2 separate regions of the Sus scrofa genome follow, and region 2 is linked to region 1. The links are chromatin contacts, called in public Hi-C maps. All regions are on one chromosome and are shown on one strand. The core of a region is the stretch at or near the end of the contact, and the rest is flanking DNA. Distances in the headings are between cores, read along the strand shown.

Region 1 (3,561 bases), core at 561-3,060:
TTCGCTCAGGGCTTACTTAACCTTGTATGCTGAACGGTGTCTAGGCAACATGGTCCTGAACACAAATGCAGCACTTTACAGATCCTTAGAGAGGCCCCATACAATCTGCAAGGGATCCTTTAAAGGGAGCCAGAAAACCAGTGATGCTAGAAAATCACCCTAGACTGAAGACGTGGTGTTAAAGAAGTAACAAGAAAGTTTCCTCACATAACACAGCTTTACATGTATAAACACATACATTATGCATGCGCGCGCGCGCGCGCACACACACACACACACACACCCCACATTCTTTCCAGGTAAGTGTAAAGTTTGTGGTGCTTTCAAGAGTAAGTGTTAACATCCCTGGCATTAACAGGAGATTCAAATATAACTCCTACCCAGGGGGAGGTAAACTCACTCTTCCCAGACCCCATTCCAGGCACTGATGGGTGGTGATGAGGGTGGGAAGCTTTCTTTGAACTTGACCTGAGGGTGAAAAGAGGGAATAGAAGAGAATACAGGAGGACTGAGGAATGTGACATGATTATCTCTCTGGTGCTTATTTGACAAAATACATTTTACATATAATCTATAGTATGACCCTAATGATACAAGCTCCCACTCTCTTGTAAGGAACATGGGATGTGTTCCAGAACATGTGTAAAATACAAGACCAAGTCTTAAGTCAATACTAAGTACCCTTTTCCACTATTAAACTGTTCAGAGCTCAACTTATCAAAATATTTGTTTTTCTTTTACCTGGGTTGGCCCCCACCAGGCCAACACCAGCTCCAAACTGTATCCAAAGGAAAGCTATAACTGCCCCTTTACATCCAGCCCTACCCTGGGCTCACTGATTGCTCCAAGTCCCTGCTTGTTTCCTCTTCCAAACACCCTGACTCAGAAAGAAAGCAGGAAATGGCCTGAATCTGCAGCTGGCTTCCTAGAACTGATTCCGGGCCTTTCCCAAACCATGCACCCCACTTACAAAGGTGATGGGATGGGATGGGATGGAAATATATGCAACTGACGCAGGGTATGGGGTGTGGACAGGAATAAGCCCTTTTAGGTTCAGTAAATGAAAAACTAAATCTCCTTCTAGGTGCTGGGCATAAAACACAAGAGATGCTCAATCAGAAGAATCAGACAGAAGCTGCAATGAAAAGTCAGGAGATAATAACGAACCAGTATCTTTAAAGCTGACCAGTGAAACTGTGCAACTCTCCAGCATGAGCCCTGAATGGTGAACCTTAAAGGAAACAGAGACAGGAAGTGCATTCATTTTAAGCAGATGAAAACTTGAGGGATACAGCACCTATTCTAGTACCGTGTGTAACGAGATGCCTGTATCATTGGGCAATGACGATTATTTTGAGGGCTCATTTCTATAAATATTTTCATCCTGTTCCACGAGGAATCCATTACTGCTCATAGAACAATTACCTACAGTACCTCGAGATTTCCAATTCTCTGACACAGCATTGCATAAGGAGATGTTGCAGAACAGGAGAATAAGATGTAGAAAGGCACTTAAGGTCCTCAACAACACAAGCTGGAATAAACAGTGAGCTAATGAATGGGGAATTTATATTTCTAATGAGTGTACAATGGACATGTAGGCAGTTACGGTAAGAACCAGGAGAGAAGCCATGACAAGTGCCTGATTGCCAGGATAAACTTTTTAAATAACTGTCACAGTTTCTAAGGGCTTTCACCCACATATCTTCTCCAAAGCCTCATGACAATCCAGCAATGGAGATTGGTCCTATATTACAGAGGAAGGAAACTCACGCTAAGGGGAAAAGTGACTCATCTTTCCACAGCACGCAGGATCTCTGGTAGATGCTCAGTTAAAAAAAAATGAATCTGAGTCAGCGTCTGCCTGCAGCTCACTGGGTAGCCACTTCTAGTGAAAATGTGTGTTAAGGAAACTAGTTGGCTGAAATGGGAAAAGATTATTGTTACCAAAGAAAGCCAAGATTGGACCTGGGCCATGAAGAGTGGATTGGGCCGCAGAAATAAGGCAGCATAAACTTCTTTTGGGAAACAAAACATTTAAATCCAAAGTTCATCCTTTTGGTCACCCTTCCAGGCTAAGCTGAAAGCACAAGTTAAAAATTTATACTAAGAAAAGCAGAGACTCGAGATGATTTGGGGGAAAATACAACCCCAAATTATAGTCTTTCAGCCAAATAAGAAAGCTATGATGTATATCTCAGACTTTACCCTGGAATGGGGAAAACAAAAGGTACTTATTTCAGATAAAAAGGTCCAAAAACTTTCCAGCTAATCACCTAACAAAAAGCAAAATTATGATAATTAAATTCTACCTCAATCCTCCATGCAGAAGAAAGAGGAAGAAATGCCTAGAATCTAAAGAATATGATTTATATACATAGGGACAGTGGAGAGAAACGAGTAGTTTCTGAAGAAATGGCATGTGACCTCTTCATTGCCTGCAGAGAGGATGAGAGAATGTATAAGACATTATTTTTGGGAAAATATATATATATTTTAATGTAGGTATTTTATTATCAAACTAATCAACCAAGTGATAAAAAAGGGAAAGGCATTTAAGGATTTGCAGTACTGTCAGGCTTTACTCAGAATACAGAGTTGCAGGGAGAAAGAAGGCAGCACGAATGTCCAGGAGCATCCAATTCATCAAGTGGCTGGGCCTCTCTTATTGTTACAGCCAAGCAGCGAGGCTGGGACATGACAATTACAGGACAGCAACCTCCTAGGGAACTGTTTAAATTGCTGTATGTGAAAAATGGTAATGTGCTGGAGACAACAGTGACAATCAATTTTGTGACATGATCTGGCTCTTCTCTTGCCAAATGAAAAGAAGGAAAGCTAAGGTGTGCGTGTTCGAGGTTCCTTTTCATTTGTTCTCCTCAGGTGCAGAAGGCACAGGCTGGATCTTCCTAAGCCCTGGGCTAATTGGCCTTGCAATCCTGATGTAACTGTATCCCAGGCAGCCATGCCAATTAAAAACTTCCCAGTCAAGAAGGACTCTTTCCCCCAGGATCTTCATTATGCATGTGTACAACTACACGTGATGTCCACCGTTCTTGGTGCCCTCTCCTTTAGAGGGCACATGTATCAGGTGGAGTCATCCCGCCAGGCGTTCCAAGCCAGGTTGAATGATTTCTTTTTTAGGGTCTTCACGGCTGGCAGAGAGGATCCAGGTAGATGTAAAAAATATCATTTGGAATGGTCACCAAATCTGATATACTTCTGCTGAGACTACAAATTAGTTCAAACCTCTACCCAAAGCGAGTTAGGATATGCTGTCCTTTGTTGTTCTCTCCTGTTCCTTTACACTGAGCAGCTTGTGTCCGAGTGTAACACATCCTTGTTTTTCCTCTTCTAATAGAAATAACACACAGTATCTATCATGTGGGCAAAGATGATAACAACAACAACAAAAGAAAACCCCCAGGTTAGGGAGAAAAATGGCAGAAGAGGCATACACTCTGCTAAGAGCAAACTGGCCACACTTGGAGGGCACTGGGGAGCTAATGCAGAAAACCCTTTCTCCTTAGGAAATTATTATGATGTGTATAAAGATTCTGC
Region 2 (3,561 bases), core at 754-3,253, 540 kb after region 1:
GGAAGAAAGCATTTGACCCAAAGAGACCTCAAAAACAAGAGTTGACCAAGTTCAAGAGCCTTGTTCAATAGTCCCTTCTAAGGACGGACTATCCTGTCCTTCCCTGGCAACTAGTGAGGGCTTCTCCTCCACAGCATTCAGCACTCTGGCCATTGACTCACTTGAACTCACCTTTCCAAGTTGCATGTAGATGTCTCCATAGCCTGTTGGTTTTTAAACTTCATTGTGTATCAGAATCACATAGAGGGTTTGTTAAAACTCAAATGCTCAGGCTTCACCCTCAGAGTTTCTGATGAAACTGTTTCTGGGATAGGACCTAGAATTTGCCTTTCTGACATGTTCTCAAGGGTTGCTGATGCTGCAGGTCCAAGGCTGACACTTTGAGAATGACTGTCCTAGGCAATGTTGTAAGACCTTCAGAAGCATAGAGAAGGGAAATAGGATGCCATACATCCAGATTTTAATGACAAACATGAAAGAGAAGGTCCTTATATTTGAACTGGGAGGGGGTTAAACAGAACCAGCTTGAGATGTCCTCTGGACATGGGCAATGGTACAAAACACTGAGGAAAAAAAAACGGTTTGAAAATTATGGTGTGTTTTATCCCGGGGTGTCTAAAACTACAGTTCCAACTGGGTATACTTGGTCTCCCTAGTTGTTTTTGTTTTGGCTTGGTTTGATTTTTTTCTTTTTTCAGCAGCACCCATGGCATACAGAAGTTCCCTGACCTATGATGGAATCCAAGTCCTTAACCACTAGGCCACCAGGGAACTCCTCCATAGTTTTATTAGCAAGTCTCTGCCCTAGAAATTTTCTGAATAGATCACACTGGGAAAAGACATCTTGAGTCATTTAGGTGTGCTGTTCCACCTTGGGGAACATGTTGATTCCCCAACCAAATGGCATACATGTTCACTGAAGGTCTGGCTTTTTTACAACTGTGTCACATTTAGCAGAAGGAAAATACTCCTGAGACCTAGTCTCCCCTTCTCTGACATCCTTAAATGGGTATCAAATATGTCTAATTCTAACTTGAGAGTTTGATGTCTATGCTATGTCATCATCTATAAATCAAAATACAAGGCAACAATTGATTGTACAGGTTCTAAGTTTAGGAGGCTTGACTTTGAATCTCAGCAATTTTATTTTCAAGTTGCATGACCTAGCACATTTACTAACCTCCCTGTCTCTCAGCTTCCACATGTTAAAAAAAAAAATTGAGTATAGTGTCTGCCTCACACCATTCTGGTAAAGATTAAATGAAAAGTTGCTAAAGCATTTGGCAAGGGTCTGACTTGTGGCACATAAATATTGCTGGCTCTTCTTTATAACAGCACTTAACATAATGCCTTTCACATAATTACATCTTTAATAAATGTTTTCTGGGGAGTAGAATTGTCACCAAATTTTGAAAGTCTCAAAAAGTAAGTAGGATATATCTACACACTCTCATCCTCTTCTCTTTCTGTGCCCATACCTTAACAATGACAGGAGCCAGAAATTTATACTGCCCGGGGCCTGAGCATGTGTCCCTCTAAACCCCTGTTCCAGATCCTGCTAACGAAATTTAAAGAATGTGACAGCAGGCCTCCGTTGTTGAGAAGAGGAAAACAGCAGTGGCAAGCTCCCAGAGATGTGGTCCCAGTAGGCATTCAAAACCTCTGGTATTCTTAGTTCCCACTTATCTGCTTATCTTGGGTTGAGCCTTTGTTGGGATTTAAAAAAAAAAAAAAAAATTTTTTTTTTAAAGCCAAGCGGCCTTGTGAAAACCAGCTTCTCAGTAAACTGTATAGGCACTTCCTGGTTACCCGTGATATGGGAATAACCTTTAAACTAGTTCCATTTCTGATCCTGGCTGGAAACAGGAAATGCATGGGGTACAGCTTTAAACAAAAACAAAAGGAGCAAAAGATAAACCAAATTATCCCAGGGTTCAGAAGAGGTTTATGCTAAGTGTTAGAAGGTTCAGATTTAGCGAATCCTCCCCCAGTTCGCCCATTCCAGAAATTCCTTTTGAGGGGTGGAGGCGGGGAGTGAAGGGTTGTGCTAAATTGCACAGCACTGCCATCTTCAGGGCCAATGGGGAAAATTTCTCAGGGTCATTCAGATAAATCATCCTCCCAAACGCTTCATTTAAATATAATCAGATGGTTAAAAATTTGACAACAGACAGACTGAAACAGATTTTTCTACTGTTTCCAATGTTTGAAAAGTCAGTAGACACAGTTTTTTGTGGTGTACGCACATTTAAAAAAATATTTGCTGATTGAAAAGCCATTTACAATAAATAGGAAAGTTTAAATAGCTCATACTGCATTGCCAAATGATGGGAGTAACACAGACATAAACATATTGTTCTAGAAAAAAAAATTCCTTAAAAAGAAAAGTATGAATCAAATGATTTCGAAGTGCTGTTGGAACAGATGGTGTGATTAACAACTAGCATGTAAGCCATCTCAGGAGCTTACAGAGAAGTAAACAAATGCAAGGGGAAAAATCATTTTATTCCCCCAAAGAGTGTTTAGTTCATTTCATTAGGAAAATTCAAAAGCCTGCAATTTGAAAGTTGGATAATCCTAAGGGATATTGGAAATAAGAAGTGAAGGGAGTCTTTTGGAACAAGACCACATCAAGACAAATGCTGATGCTCCACGCATGGCCAAGGATGGGGGAGAAGCTTAGGCTGTCGTTGTCATTCAAAATGCTGGAGGCAGGTGGTGCCATGCAGAGCACACTGGCCTTGAATTGAGAGGGCCAGGTTCTCATCCTGGCTTCTAGCACCACCTGCCTCTGACCTTGGGTCCATCCTTGATCTCTTCGGACCTCAGTTTCTTTGTTTGGAAAATAAGAGTGAGAACCAGATGAGCTATACAGCTGTGCTAGAAAACGTTAATGTGCACCTGGGGATCTCATTAAAATGCAGATTTTAACTCTTAGGCTCAGGGTAGGGTCTGAGTCTGAATTCCTTACCGGCTCCCAGGTAATGCTGACACTGCTGATCCACAGACCACATGTTTACTACCAGGGTTCCAAAATCCCTTACAGTGATGGTACTCACATCTTCTGATATACTAGGTTTGACTGAGAGCAAGGTGAAGAAGACCACGTGTCTACCTGCCAGATAGAATGACTCAGAAATGTGTATGGATACAAGAGCATAACGAACTTACCAAATGTTGAATTGATTTTAAAAGCAACTCAAGTATTTCTTTATATTACATAATAAAGAGCTCGAATTAACTCTTTGGGCAAGTGGTATGAGAGAATCTTGGGAATTCAATGCGGAGACCAAACATATGGGGATGAGATGAAGGGAAGCTGGGAGACTGAGAATCAACCAGCATCCACATGGAATATTCAAGACCAATCCTGAGACCTCACGTTTTAAAGCTTCTGCTCTATGAAAGACACTGTTGAGAGAATGAGAAAACGGGAGAAATATTCTCAAATCACATATCTGACAAAGACTTGTATCCAGAATATGTAAAGGATTATCAGAACTCAAAAGTAAGAAAACAACCCAATTTTTTAATGGGCAAAAGACTTGAACAGATATTTAG

Evidence for each region. A called contact is a pair of places that touch in the nucleus more often than the background predicts.
Region 2: a contact with region 1 is called in a Hi-C map of embryonic fibroblasts, with 2.9 times the contacts expected there. The contact joins two enhancer-like sites. A contact is called at or near these places in 10 of 47 Hi-C or Micro-C datasets (brain, embryonic fibroblasts, fetal liver and 6 more) and 2 of 2 datasets of contacts at active chromatin or transcription factors (alveolar macrophages and skeletal muscle).

The regions. Positions count from the first base shown.
Region 1 is chr15:67,250,836-67,254,396 of Sscrofa11.1, forward strand. The region is part of intron 2 of RBMS1 (RNA-binding motif, single-stranded-interacting protein 1); the gene reads right to left. Among named protein-coding and RNA genes, the nearest start is that of ITGB6, 130 kb to the left of the region's middle. Within about 2 kb of position 1,811, at least 7 of the 83 cell types and tissues checked have an H3K27ac peak or open chromatin away from gene starts, as enhancers often do. A contact at or near this core is called in alveolar macrophages, embryonic fibroblasts and retroperitoneal adipose tissue, where this site is marked.
Region 2 is chr15:67,787,603-67,791,163 of Sscrofa11.1, forward strand. No RefSeq gene overlaps it. Among named protein-coding and RNA genes, the nearest start is that of TANK, 180 kb to the right of the region's middle. Within about 2 kb of position 2,004, at least 48 of the 83 cell types and tissues checked have an H3K27ac peak or open chromatin away from gene starts, as enhancers often do. A contact at or near this core is called in alveolar macrophages, embryonic fibroblasts and retroperitoneal adipose tissue, where this site is marked.